2 separate regions of the Mus musculus genome follow, and region 2 is linked to region 1. The links are chromatin contacts, called in public HiChIP or PLAC-seq maps. All regions are on one chromosome and are shown on one strand. The core of a region is the stretch at or near the end of the contact, and the rest is flanking DNA. Distances in the headings are between cores, read along the strand shown. Region 1 has its middle 480 kb from the start of Zfat. Region 2 has its middle 360 kb from the start of Zfat.

Region 1 (7,343 bases), core at 368-2,867:
AGATGCATTCATCAACCTTTATTGAGGGAACACCTGCCAGGCACCAATAAACTACTGTACAAATTGACGTAATTACAGCACCTTGTCCCTGATATCAGAGGCAGTAAAGTCTAGGGGAGGAGACAGGTACTAAATAAATCTCTGCAGGATATCCTGGGAGAATTTTCTGTCCACTGGCTGCACATGCCTGGAATGAATTCCTGGTGAGCTAACTTGAGGTAGAGATTAGGAATATTGTGATAATCCACTGAACAGTTCTTGGAGGGCTATCACCCCACACTGTAGACACCATGACAGATGGTCTAGCAATGGGACATGGGGTGTTTGAAAAAAGATATTCAGGAAGCTATGGGATAGGGAAGTCTGAATTCATCTGGATTTGAGAAAGTGGAATTGCCCCACAAAGCTTCTCAGAGGAAATGGCTTTGTAAAAAAAGAAGATAGTCTCCCAATAGATATGTTAAGGCAGAGTGAGCAAAAGTAACAGGGGTCCAGCTCAGTGGGAGGATCAAGGAGCATGGCTGAATAGCAAAGACTAGGGAGCCCTATAGGAGGGAGCCTCCATCACACAAGAGGTCAAGAAACAATCCTAGCCCACGCATGCATGGAATAGGAACCAGAGTCATTGTGCTTCCTCTGTGTGAAGATGAGGAGAGCAGTTGGTGGAAGTGCTGACTCTGACCTTAACCAAGCTGACTCTTAGGGAAGAGAAAACACCCCTAAGTCTAAAGACATAAGTCCATCAGTGTGTGTGTGTGTGTGTGTGTGTGTGTGTGTGTGTATGTGTGTACTTGCTAAAAGACAACCTCAGGTTTTCCTTCTCAGGAGCCATCTACTTTTCTTTTCCTTTTGAGATAGGGTCTTTCACTGGTAATGTAATCTATCCCCAAGCCCTAAATACATCATTTCCATAAGCAGAAGTTGCAGGAGATGGACTTATTGGTACCTTTGATGTGTCTTCAACTGTGAGTGACATTTTATCAAACAGAATCAAGAAGAGCAGCTCAAGAGAGCCTCAGCAACAGCCATAGAGAAGGAAGCATGAAGAAGCAAAGATAAGTACTCTCAGAGAGAATTGATTCCAGCTTTTATCTTTTTAAGTTCTGCACCTGTAGTCTAATCTCTTATACTTGAATACTTAAAAGAACATTAATCCACACATAAATGAAAGTAGATAATGGCTTAATATTTTTCATGTGTCAGATAATGAACGTTTAAAAAGTGCTTCTAACCCTCTATACATAAGAATCTGAGAAACTTAGCGAAGGAGAGGCTGGATTCATGCTCCTCTCTTCATTGCTAAAACAGATTTGTATTAGATCCCTTGGCGCTGGGGCTATAGGCATTGGTGAGATGTCCTAAATGAGTGCTGAGATCTGAACTCTGGTCCTTAGGATTGGGCAGCAAGCACTTTTAACCATGGGGCCATCTGTTCCACCCCCAAGGGAGCACTGTCTTTGAGAAAATGTTTAATTACTTTAGAGATTTGTAACAGGGATTTAGGGTGGAGTGGGGCACTTGGTGATTGATGTGTAGAGCTAGGAGTTTACAGTGCTATGAGGATAAGGCTACAAGTGTTAAGTCAGTGGCTGTCAAGGAAGTTACTCATTGTCTAGGATGTACAGAATTGCAACATAGCTGAGAAGGACTCAGCTAATGGAGTATGACTAATACTGAGAGCAAGACAGTGTTTCAGATCAGGAAAAGAACTCTTAAAATCATTCGTTTCAAATATCTAAATCTGGAACTGGGAAGCAGCTTAGTGGGTAAACTGCTCACCATGCAAACATGAGAAACTGACTCAGCACCACCAGAACCCACACAAAAGTCCTATTTGGTAGTAAATGTTTACAATGCCAGTGTTGCTAGGACAAAATGAGACACGGAGACAGGAGCTTATTAGGACAAACCCATAAGGCCACTGGGTTTTCCTATGAGGCTGTTATTTTCTAAGTCCTTGGGGCGGGTGGGGCTTCAAGGTTAAAGGTAGGTCTTGAACAGGACAAAGCCAAAGAGATTTGGATGGGACCATAATCTTTAACAAGCCTCCGTGTCCTTCAGTTAACAGGTGCTTCTGAAATATGTTTACTAGAAAAGGCTGTTGGATAATAGATGATTAAAAATAAAAGTCATCTGGCCATGTGATTGCTTTCTATGCACTCAAAATGTTGATACCCTAGCCAAGGTGGTCATGCCAAGACCTCTGAAGTCAATAAACATTAGGAAGATCTAATATGACTTTCAGAGTCATTGAAACACCCTGCTCCTGAACTGGGTTGGAGGTGGAGCCTTTGAAATCCATAAGCCTAAGGCTGCTGGGTGGTTTAGTCACATTACTGCTTAGGCGCTAACTCTATAATTGCATAGGAAAGAGGTCATCTACAGTGAGACCCCGGGGAGTAAACACAGCTAACTATGTTACCGGGATGGTTTTAATGTGTGCTCTGAGATGCAGGCACTCCTTGTGTAAACCAGGTAGGAGCTTGCAGGCTTCGTTCTCATTTCACTGTTTACAATTTGATGCATCTTAAGAGCCATTCCAAACATTTCCTGGAAAATACTTGGCCTTAGAGAACCAGTGTGACCCTTACTGGTGTAGTGTGGGAAAGCCTGGGGTGGCTTAGACTCCCACTGAACTGCTGTATCTTATGGCAAGGATCAACTTCTGACTTAGTGAATGTTGAGTTAGGAATAGAAATCTGGCATTTTTCACCTTTCAGAAAACTGCCTTCTGGGAAACAAAGGACTACAGTTAGAATTATATGTATCTTTTAAGATCTTGCTTAATATTGGATGTATTTTTTTAAGGATAGAATAAAAGTGATGATTTTTCTTTTTCTTTTTTTTTTAATTATTGAAGTGGTTCGTTAACCTTTCATGCATGTGTGTTTCATTCTGATTGCTCGTCCCCTACTCTCCCCTCCCTCCTCCCTGCTTCAACCCCAACACCTCCCTACAAGTCCCCTTTCCACATTCATTTTTGTTTTGTTTTGAGATATAGTGGACTTGTGGTGTGACCTTAGCTTTGGAAAGCTCTATTGGAACCATGTAGGCTCAGTGTGGATTATAGCACTAGTGGCAGTGGCTCTCCAGCTCCCAGAGTTTGTCATTACCCATTAACATAAGAAAGATACATAGAGAATTTGATGTCCAGAACCATACCAACACAAGAACCGGCAAGTGATTTACTGACTACAAACCTAAGACTCTCAGTGCTTATTGATTAACAGAGAGAGAGAGCCCCAGACTTGGATCACTCTCATATTATGGGATAAATGGGCCCTTTGGAAAGGGACGTTCTAAACCCAGTTCTGCCAGGAGTCACAGAGATGGACTCAGAGTAAATAAGCTCAGATTAAAGACTTTAACATACTCACGCGTGCACTGACAATGAGACCAGAAAAATCAAGATGTTTAGATTTCTCAGTCTACATATATGCATAAGTTAGAAATTAAGTATTGATTATATTTATGTTTATCTTTACTTTTTAAAAAGTAAAAATTAAATAATGACAAACATAAAGGAGACAGAATGAAGTTCTCTGTATGAAAAGCCATGTATATTTACAAAAGAACCAAGTAGAACTTCCAGAAGTGGCAAATATCACTGCAAATAAAAACCCAATGGACATATTAGATGTGCACAGAATTGAAAAATAATTAGGAAGCTGGAAGACTAAATAGAGCCCATTCATCCATAATACAGCATAGAAAAATACCAAACAGAGAACAGGAGATAATCAAAATAAAAATGAACCATCTAACTTAAGTCTGAGTACAGGTAGGGCTGGGGAGATTGGAAAAGATGCAAGAGAGACAGCAGCCATACATTGTTCAAGTTGGTAAATCACAGCAATGTTGACCAGAAAGCACAAGCAAATCTCAAGTGAGCACTTTGAACTTGATTTGTTGTGTATATACAGATTTGCTTTATAGAATGGGTAAACCTGAGACCAAGCAGGGAATATATATTCTTCAATAGTTTACTTGGAGTCAAACAAGTCTATTGGTCTATAACTGAGTAGCACAAGGAATGAATGGTGTACATACTCACTGTTCTATCTGATTTCAATATAATCAACTTAGAAATAAGTCCAACAAAATTACTTAGTCACTAAAATTGTGAGAATGTCAGCAGCACTAACATTTTTGCACTAAGGTCCTCACTGATGGATTATGAATAACTCTAAGTGTATGACGTATTTCTGTCACTGAGGCTCACTGTGTGGCTATGAAGGATCTGGAATTTGAGAGGGTTTCTCTTTCTTACCAGGTAATTTCTGCTCACTGCTATGTTAGTTAAGATGTTTATAGTGTGGCTGAAATAAATGTATTTGGATGTATATTAAACAGCTGTTCCTAGTAAATGCATTACCTTGGGTAAGCTAATTATATCCTCTGTACCAATTTTCTTATTCACAAAATGAGGACAATAATAATGCCTGACCACAGTATCATAAATCATATATTTAATAATATATGTTAAATTCTCATAATCATGTTTCTATCTTAGTCTACTTATTTTTGCTATAGTAAACATATACAAGACTGGGTAGTTTTTTAAAATTAGGTATTTTCTTATTTTACATTTCAAATGCTATCCCAAAAGTCTTCCATACCCTCGCCCCCACACTCCCCTACCCACCCACTCCCACTTCTTGGCCCTGGTGTTCCCCTGTACTGAGGCATATAAAGTTTGCAAGACCAAGGGGCCTCTCTTTCCACTGATGGCTGACTAGGCCATCTTATGATACATATGCAGCTAGAGATATGAGCTCTGGGGGTACTGGTTAGTTCATATTGTTGTTAAGACTGGGTAGTTTTAGTGTTTTTCAACTTCTTGGTATTTGATGAGGGTTCATTGCACCATATCCTGACAAAGGGTTGTTGCATGTTAGAACAGCATACATAGTAGACAGAGTTACCTCTAGTACAATTATGTGGTCAACTATAATGACTTCCTATAATGCCCATGGTTTCCCAAAAGCCTCACCTCCAAATGTCAGTACAAGTAAAAACACAGCACCTTGAGTGTTTTGAATTCCAGGGCACACTAAGTGATCAATCAGCCCCAGCCTACAGTTAGAGAATTTGGTAAGAATGGTCTATAGGACCCAGTAAAGAGAAGGAGCAGGTGATATAGGATGGTCTAGAGACTTTGGGGTTTATTTTATATGTGACAGATTTTTGAAAGAAACATCTGGGTAGATTTTGTTAGATAGCTATGTCAGAAGCATAGGTGGACATACTAGATTTTGCCATAGTGTCATAATTCTGTGAATAATAAGTTTACAAGCTGTTTTAATTTTATTGGCTTTTGGTTCACCAAAAGCAGGTTTTGAGCAGGTTTTACTTGGTAGGCATGGCTGAAAGCAAAACCAAATTCTTTTATTTCAAGCTTAATTACTAATATCAACTCTCAGCTTGCATGTGTTTCACACAATAATGTGTACACACACTTATACACACATACAATATACACTATATTCATGTGTTTCAGAATTGCTATGAATGAATTAAAGCAACTTCTAAGCTCAGGGGGTCCACACTGAAGGTGGAGGTAGACAATAAAGCTGATGTAAGTCTCTATAAGGGACCACAGAAGTCTTGGGAATTGCACTATGCAGTTTAGGGCATAGTGTTGTCAAACTCATGTCTGAGTAGCTGGAAGTTCTTAGTGTCATATAAAGAGTCTATGTTTCCTAGGTGGGAGAAACTGTACTTTAGCTATGTCCCTCATCCTAGGGACAATGGCAGTGACCTTTCACTTTGGTGATCTTCCTAACTGAGGCTCATAATGAGTGACTGGGTGACAGGTCAGTATACCTACCATGTCTCAGTCTTGGGCTCTTTCTATAGTCCCATATGAGTGGTGTTTATCATTCACCAGTTTGATATCTACTCAATAACTTCAAGAATCTAGGCCATCTGATACTATTTCTATACTCGCATGGGTCTGTGCATTACTGAGGTAATTTGAGAAGTTAATGGGTGGTGATACATTATTTTCATAAATAAATCATTTATCAATCTATATCCCTAAGATTATGCTGTATAGATGTTCACTGATCACTTATACAAAAGATGCGAAGTAACTCTGTCTCAGCCCATGCACTAAAAATGAAGCTAACTGCTGTTGTATACTCAGGGCACGAGACTCTAGAAAGCTGCTTGTGGTGGTTTGAATAAGAATGCCTCCCATAAGAGTCATATGTTTGAATGCTTGACCCACAGTATGTGACACTATTAGGTGGTATAGGTGTGGCCTTGTCAGAGTGGGTGTGGCCTTATTGGAGTAAATGTGCTTTATGCTATTGCTACAAACCTATGGGGGACAAGAAGTGGAATGGTGATTTGAATAGGAATATCCCCCCATAGGTTCATAGGGAGTGGTACTAATAGAAGGTGTGGCCATTCTGGAGTAGGTGAGGCCTTGTTGAAGGAAATGTATCACTGGGGGGGATATACTTTGAGATCTTAGTTGCTCAAACTAGGATTACTGTGGCATTAGCTTCTGCTGCCTTTGGATCAGGATGTAAAACTCTGAGCTCCTCCAGCACTATGCCTGCCTGTAGGCTGTCATGCCTTGGCCATCAGGATAATGGACTAAGCCTCTGAAACTCTAAGCCAGCACCAATTAAATGTTTTCCCCTTATAAGAGTTGCCTTGGTTATAGTATCTCTTTACAGCTGTAGAATCCCTAACTAAGACCCTGCTGGTCTATGCAGTGTGAGTAACCAGAAAAGCCCAGAGCCTGATCCCACATGAATACTTTACAGTGGTGTGCACAAGACATGGTTAGACAAAGTGCAACAATGGAATGTAGATGGATGGTTGATAGGCTATGCTATTTCCTTTTGTCATTGGGCATTTCCAGAAAAATGAAGCCACAGACTTGTGAACCATAGGATGGGGAGATGGGAGGTGTGGCCAGTTGAAGAAGGGAGCAGACTGGCCACAAAGACAGCAAGTTCTGAAAAGAAATGAGATAGGAAACAAAGTAACATTCACCGGCTCATTCTTATAGCTTGTGCCTCTCTAAAATAATGATGATTCAATGTGTTAATCAGGTAATGTCTAAACATGCAAACTGTACCGTTACTAAATGAAGCATAAAGGAAATGGATCATGACAGAAACAATAGAACTCCCCAATGTAGTGCTTTCATCCATATAATGGTGTGTGCAATGCATCCAGTGGGGCTATCGTGAGGAATATATGCGCTCATAAGTGAAATACACCTCAAACAGAAGAGTTCATAGTAAATTTTAGTAAATACAATGAACTAAAATGTGTTCACATATCTTGCGTACTATGATGTCAGGTATTCCCTGTGCTTTGCC
Region 2 (6,677 bases), core at 1,355-3,854, 120 kb before region 1:
GGAAAGGGAATAACATTTGAAATATAAATAAAGAAAATACCCAATAAAAAAATAAGAGAAAAGGTAAGAAAAGAAAAGAAATTCAACACTGAAATGGTCCCAGTTTTCTCTTCTGGGGCCCCAGAGACAGAGTTTTTCATTGTTTGTTTTGTTTTGTTTTGTTTTGTTTTGTTTTGTTTTGTCTTTTCCCATTACTGTCTTAGAACTCATCCTAGGTTTATGCAACACCGGTTTGCTTCAGTTCTTCCTGGGAGGGGCCATACTAACAATGACTCAATACATTCAAGGTTACATAAATCAACACACATCTACCCAGCACCCTGTCTCTATTCTAAATGGGCCCACAGAACCCCATGACACAAGAGAACCTTAAAATTTCCTGTCACAAGGCAGATGCCCAAATAGTTCAAGGGAACTCCAGATTTACTCAAAGGAGCTTCCAATTTGACAAGACCTGTCCTACTGATAGCCTTATTTCTAGGTTATGGATTTAGACCCTCTTTAAAACACTTTAAAAATACTCTAGGAAGTTAAATCACATATTCTCCTAGGGCTAGAAGGACGCTGTCTACATATGTCACAGCAGGGAAAAGACAAACTGAGACAAAGGAGACCTCTAACCATGGCTCCCTGAAGCCTCTAATTTTAGGAATAGCAGAGCCTACCTCCCTATTTCTGCAGTCCATGAGTGAGTTATAGTCATGTTGCCAATCCCTTTTTCAGCTCTCCAAACTGCCACCATGGCCATTTTGTTTTTCTATTTTTGATAATACTCCAATAATGTATAATGGAAAAACTTGGAAAGAGAAAGGTGGTCACAAAATGGCAACTGTGCCAAGGGTTCAGAAGAGTCCCAAGTTGCTCAAAGGAGTCAAAAGGGAAACAGGTGAGCTAAGCTGCTAGGCAGAAACTTCCTCAGGGTCAGAATTTCTAGAAAATCCCAACACAAAGTCCAAACTGGTTTTTCTGCTTCACTGATAAAGGTCAAAAGCAGCTAATGTTGTTGAAGTGGGAAGAGAAAGATGTCCCTGGAGTAAATGGCTCCAGCAGTTGCTGGGAACTTCCTGCCTTCCTCCCCACCTAGGATCAGTTCACTGTGGCTGGAAGACACCCTTAAATATGCCTGATTGATTCCATTTGTGATTAGCATGTTGTTATTGAACACGTTTATAACTTGTATCTGAATTTATGTAAGGCTACCGGTCCTCAATAAGCCAAAAATAAAATGTAAATCAGAAAGAGGGGTTTGATGCGAAGTTGTCACATTGGAAATAGGGAAAAGAAATCCTGAAGACCCCTTATGTCTTAGGATTTTATTATTTTTAAGTGTCTTTAAAGACTGAGCCAAGTATAGACAAAAACCAGCCTCCACTTCTCACAGGGATATCTCTCCATATTATAGACCACAGTGGGAGGGAAGAAAGGACTCTTAAATACTCCAAAATTCAGGTGATATGGTATCTTATCTTTTTGGAGAAGCTGGAAGATGCTAGAACACATACAAATAGTTAAATCCTTTGAAATGGTTTTAAAGCATTTTTGAAATAAGGTAAAATATAAATAAAAGCAAGTTGACATCTATAAGAACAGATAAACTAAAGCTAAATAGTGGCTCCTTTACAAAGAAAAATAGCTGCTTGTAAGTGGTGATAAATACCATTTTAAAATCCTGTGACATTTTCTGTACAAGGGATTTCTTTCAAATAGGCTTTGGGCAAAGTTCACCTTTTCATTTTAGGCATAATCAAGTGGTACATGTAAGCCTGCATGATTGTTTTCTGGTTACCAAAAGTATCTGTCATCTCATTTGATTCCAACAATGGAGTAAATTGTGACCATTTATCCACTGTGTCATATGTGCACGTACTCGTGGGAGGCAAAAGATTCAGGTTCAAAGAGATCTTAGTTGTAGCTTTAAGAGGCTCAGATTCTAGTTGCATCATGGATATTAATAAGACTGTAGCCAGAGAAGGGACAGGAACTGGAGAGGCAGGAGCGTGTGTATGTGTGTGCATGTGCATGCATACTTGTATCTCTCTCTCTCCCTCTCTCTCTCCCTCTCTCTCTCTCTCTCTCTCTCTCTCTCTCTCTCTCTCTCTCTGTGTGTGTGTGTGTGTGTGTGTGTGTGTGTGTGTAGGTTGGAGGAGAAAGATGCTTAGATGGAAGCATGAAGAAATATGGAAGTTTGGGAAGTAAAACATGGAGGATGAGGTTGCATATGTAGAAGTAATCGATAGGATTCCTGGAGGCAGCTATATATATGGGAGTAAGTGACAAGGTATGTATGGCTGACCACATCCTGACCAGTGGTCTTAGTAAGATATAGGAGCCAGTTTTAAGTTCTGAGATGAGTGCAGAGTGTTGAAGTTAGGTAGATGCTAGGATGGAGGTGGTAGAGTAGGTATTAGGTGATGGTGGTATCAAAGGGTGAGTGCTTACATGAAGAGGCATGGCATGAATGGAGCTTGTGTTCTGATTCTTTGTATTCTAGGCCATTTGCTTTCCTTCTTATTGCTAAGACTTCCTTTTCTCTAAGGCGATACCTCCCCCATTCAATTCAGCTGTGTCTAGAGCCTTTGTGGGTGGAGGAACTTGCCCAAGAGGAACTGTCTTGCCAAGAGGAACTGTAGATGTGCCACAGGCTGTTAAAAGGTCAAAAGCTTCTGTGGGCCTGTCACTTGGGTTTTCTCATTCTCCTGTGAGTCTGGAAGACACTCAAGGCAGCACCAGACTTCAGATTGCCTTCTAGAGGAGTCTAGAACCCATCGTAGACTTCTGCAAATCCTTGTTCCAGGGCTCCATTCATAGAGTCAGATGGATGGAATGGCAATCTCCGCTCCCTTTGATGCAAAGGTGTCTGAAAAAGGAATTCTGTGAGGGGGAAGAATACCTGCTACACGATGCCATGTGTCTGTGTCTCTGCATTCAGGTCTTTGAGTGTTTTTGAAACATAGGATCAGTTGCCAGTCTTCCTAAGTTGAAATTCTGACTTTGTTACTTAGTCTTCGCATTGAAATGGGGTATTTAATCAACCCTCAATTTTCTCATTGGTAAAATCGGGATGACACAGGGTCGGTGAATATGAAATGCTTGCAAATGCTTTGTAGGCATCAGCCAGTTACCAGGTATGAGAGCCAAGCTTTGCTCTCTACCTGCAAAAGTGCAGAGACCTGTGTTTGGATTTGTCAGTCTAAGAGCCCATTGTCCTTAAAGTCCAGAGATGTGGTTTAGAATCACCTTTTCTGTGGGTGACCTTTGTGACTTGGGATGTATTACTTAATCTCTTTAAGACTTGCAGTGTCCTTAAAAGATCATAGCCACACACACTAGAACTATCTCTCAGTTGAAAGGATTGATTGTGACAGTACCAGAGACGTGCTCAGAATGCAGCCTAGCTTAATGTGATTATGTGTGTGTGTGTGTGTGTGTGTGTGTGATTATGTCTGGTAATGCATGCTTTAAATGGCTTATTCATTCATTCACGCACTCAAGAAACATCTTTTGATCATTTGTTTTATATTTTGTTTTATCCATTGACTTTTGAGTCAGGGATAAATAAAAATTTATTTTCTCAAGTAATTCTAATCATGACCACTTAAATTCCACCACAGCCCTCTACAAGAGGGATTTATTTCTTAGTTTTTCAATATGGAAATCTAAGGCTAAGAATGGTGAAGTCTTTTAATTATAGTAGTCAGGGTCAAACTTTGGAAAACTGGAAATAGAGCCAGGATTTCAACCAAAGACTTCCGAGTGTGCCTTTTTTGATTGAAGTCAGCTTGTCTAAACCCATCAGTGTGAATGACAGTTACAAAGCTGGCTAGTGTCTGTCATCCTTGTTTTGAATTTTTGCTGAGATTCTTGCTGTAACAGTAAGAGCATGTTCTTCTTCACACACATGAGGATGCTGAGGACACAGGATGTTATAAGCACCATAGTTTACAGACCTAGAAAGAGGCAGAGCCAGGAGACAATGCAGGAATCTGTCCTGTGCTCCATGGGGCTGCCTCTATGCTGAATATCTTATCCAATGGTCACTTCTGCAATGTCACTACTCTCTCCTGACCTAGGCCCAGATCTGCTTGTTGATTCCCTGACAGTGAATTTCTTCCACAGCTAGCCTTTGAGGTTGGGAAGAAGAGTGACAGACAGGAGTTTTCTCCTCTCTCTGTATGTTCACTTTGGCCAAGCTGACTCGTGATATTCATACAGGGTGGGGAACCAGAAAGAGCTGACTCCACCAGCAGCTGCACATGGTCCCAATCAGCACCAGGGGGCCCTGGGGGGTCTTCTTTCCTTTGCCAATCTACAAACAGATTGACATGAACTTGGCTGGCATGTCCTCTCCAAGTCCGGTGGGACAAGAGATGGGGCGTCATTCTCCCAACTTCTTTTCCAGATGGTTGAATCCAAGACAGAAAATGAAATGAGCCTGAAAATATGCTGCTTGGAAGAGCCCCAGGGTTCTGGAACATCATGATGGCTGGGCAAGAACGGTTCTCTCCCACGGAGTCAGGCTCGGTGGGACAGCCAGTGAGAAGAATAGATCATGCAATGAGAATGAAATTGCTTCTGGACGCAGGGCTTCAGCTCTGTGGTTTCAACTCCCATCAGCCAGCAGCACTGCGGCTTTACTCAAGCAGCACACTGTGCCATCCACTAAGCGAGTGCAAGAAGAGTCGGCAGAGGCAAAGTCTTCCTGATGAGTCCACAGCTGCATTTGGCAAGAGCACATTAGCTTGTGGAATCGGGCCGAAGAAGAGCCTCAAAATAATAAAAGGCAAGAATTTTGTTTTGTTCTTTTCTACAAAGTGAGTATATTCTACTTATATCACAGGTGAGAATGGTTTGAAGGTTAGCCATACTGAGGACCTACTGTGTGCTTACACAGGCCTATTCAGGATCTCTTCATTCTTTTAGAAAAGATGTTGTCATCAAGTGAATACACACTCAGTTACAGAAACATCGATGTTAGGTTACCCTGACCTAAAACAGCCAATCCTTGGCTGGGGTTTAAAGAATCAGAGGCAGAGTTCTGATGATGTGGCCTTGGATTCAGCTCTCTCCATAGTCAGACTCTTTCTTAAGATATTTCAATGTCTTTATTCAATCAGTATGAAGGGTGAGTGAGCTGAAAGCAGGCTTGATGCAAAGGACAGAGCCAACTTCAGACAGTATACTTTCTCCAGCACCAAAGATCTTCCTGCTGCTTCTGAATCGCTCTCCTGACCCCTGGGGCCAGTGCTGCCATGCTCAAAGAAAACGAAACACTCAATCTTCCTAAGATTTGCATGGGCTGGAATTTCCAGGAAACACTATTTCTTCCTAGGAGCAGCTCTAAAGCTGTGGGGAATATGAGAGGACATATTAAGACCTCAGCCCTCTTCTGCCTAGGGTTGGGATGATTCTGAGGTTGGATTTTAACTGTACTCCTCAGTTTATTCTTGGGACTAAGCTCTAGTGGCTCACTTTAGCAACTGTCTTAAAAACAACTCTTTCTGGTCCCTGATCCCGTCCTGGATCATGGTCCTTATTCCCTATCAATGTACCTTGTATTGACAATAGGCAGTTTGTTCTTCAATTCATTATGTAAAGCAACACTCACCAAACTGTCATGCATGGAACGGATCCAGTCTGCTGCTTGATTTAAATAAATAAGGTGTGGTTGCTTCAGTTACTTTTCTAGTGGCTAGAAAGAAGCAACTTAAGAAAGAAAGGATTTTGATCTCATGTTCAGATCCCACAGCACACCAGAGAGGGCATGGTGTAACCGAGGGACGACCATGCGTCATCTGCAGCAGCTGCAAAGTGAGAAAGCACCTCTTTCACATCTTGGCTGATTGGGAAGCAGAAAGCATGGGATCTGGATCTAAAGCAGGGCCTGGCCATAACCCTTTAAGGCTAACCCCTGGGGTTCCGTTTCTGCTGGCCAGACCCCACACTCAAAAAGGAGCAGCACCAGCTGGAAACAGGACCAGATGTCTAAACACGGGAGCCTGCAAGCAGGGATGATGTCATATGGTGACCATGGCCATGCATGGAGGGGATACTGATGAAATCACTACAATCACTAGTTTACAATGATGATGAATGGTTAAAAAGCCTTGAGAAGAGAGAATTTGTATAAAGGAAACTGACTTTGGAGGGAGAGCTGAAACCTCTAGTCATTGCTGAAGGAGGATCCTAAGAGTATACTCACTGCCTCACATACTTCCTGTTTATTTTTGATGAAGTAATAATAATTATTCCCCAAAGCTCTGTTAAGATGTTGCGGTCCTTGTACCTCCATGGGCTTTTCTTAATCTTTAAGCTCCAGGCTCCCACTCCTGTTATGTTCCTTCCCTTTCCCAGCCTTTATAGGACACAAAGCTCTGGCTCCTTTCATTTATCAGTCTGGGAGCTTCTGGAAGACTGAGCCCAGGCCTCACTCTCTCTGCTAGCTCCTCTAAGTTGAGAGGCATACTATTTTCAGCTGGCATCTCAACCAATGCTCTTTAAATCAAATGATGTTGCAATCCACCCACTCCTGCCAGCTTTCTCTTTTGGCAACCAGTGCTGTATGCACACAGAGCCAATGAGGCTGGAGGCGATCCAACTGCCATGGCCTCTGCCTTACCCACCACTCTCCCCAAGCTAGTTGGCTTGGATGCACATGAACTTGATCCTATGACCTTGAA

The links. HiChIP or PLAC-seq counts read pairs in DNA pulled down with a chosen protein or histone mark.
Region 2: an H3K27ac HiChIP or PLAC-seq map of bone marrow-derived dendritic cells shows a contact between it and region 1, with 5 times the contacts expected there. The contact joins two enhancer-like sites. A contact is called at or near these places in 6 of 484 Hi-C or Micro-C datasets (the N1E-115 cell line, bone marrow-derived dendritic cells, bone marrow-derived macrophages and 2 more), 3 of 115 datasets of contacts at active chromatin or transcription factors (bone marrow-derived dendritic cells, fibro-adipogenic progenitors and microglia) and 1 of 9 other capture datasets (bone marrow-derived macrophages).

Annotation. Positions count from the first base shown.
Region 1 is chr15:67,775,410-67,782,752 of GRCm38.p6, reverse strand. No RefSeq gene overlaps it. Among named protein-coding and RNA genes, the nearest start is that of Zfat, 480 kb to the left of the region's middle. Within about 2 kb of position 1,617, at least 62 of the 459 cell types and tissues checked have an H3K27ac peak or open chromatin away from gene starts, as enhancers often do. A contact at or near this core is called in bone marrow-derived dendritic cells and bone marrow-derived macrophages, where this site is marked.
Region 2 is chr15:67,899,113-67,905,789 of GRCm38.p6, reverse strand. No RefSeq gene overlaps it. Among named protein-coding and RNA genes, the nearest start is that of Zfat, 360 kb to the left of the region's middle. Within about 2 kb of position 2,604, at least 45 of the 459 cell types and tissues checked have an H3K27ac peak or open chromatin away from gene starts, as enhancers often do. A contact at or near this core is called in bone marrow-derived dendritic cells and bone marrow-derived macrophages, where this site is marked.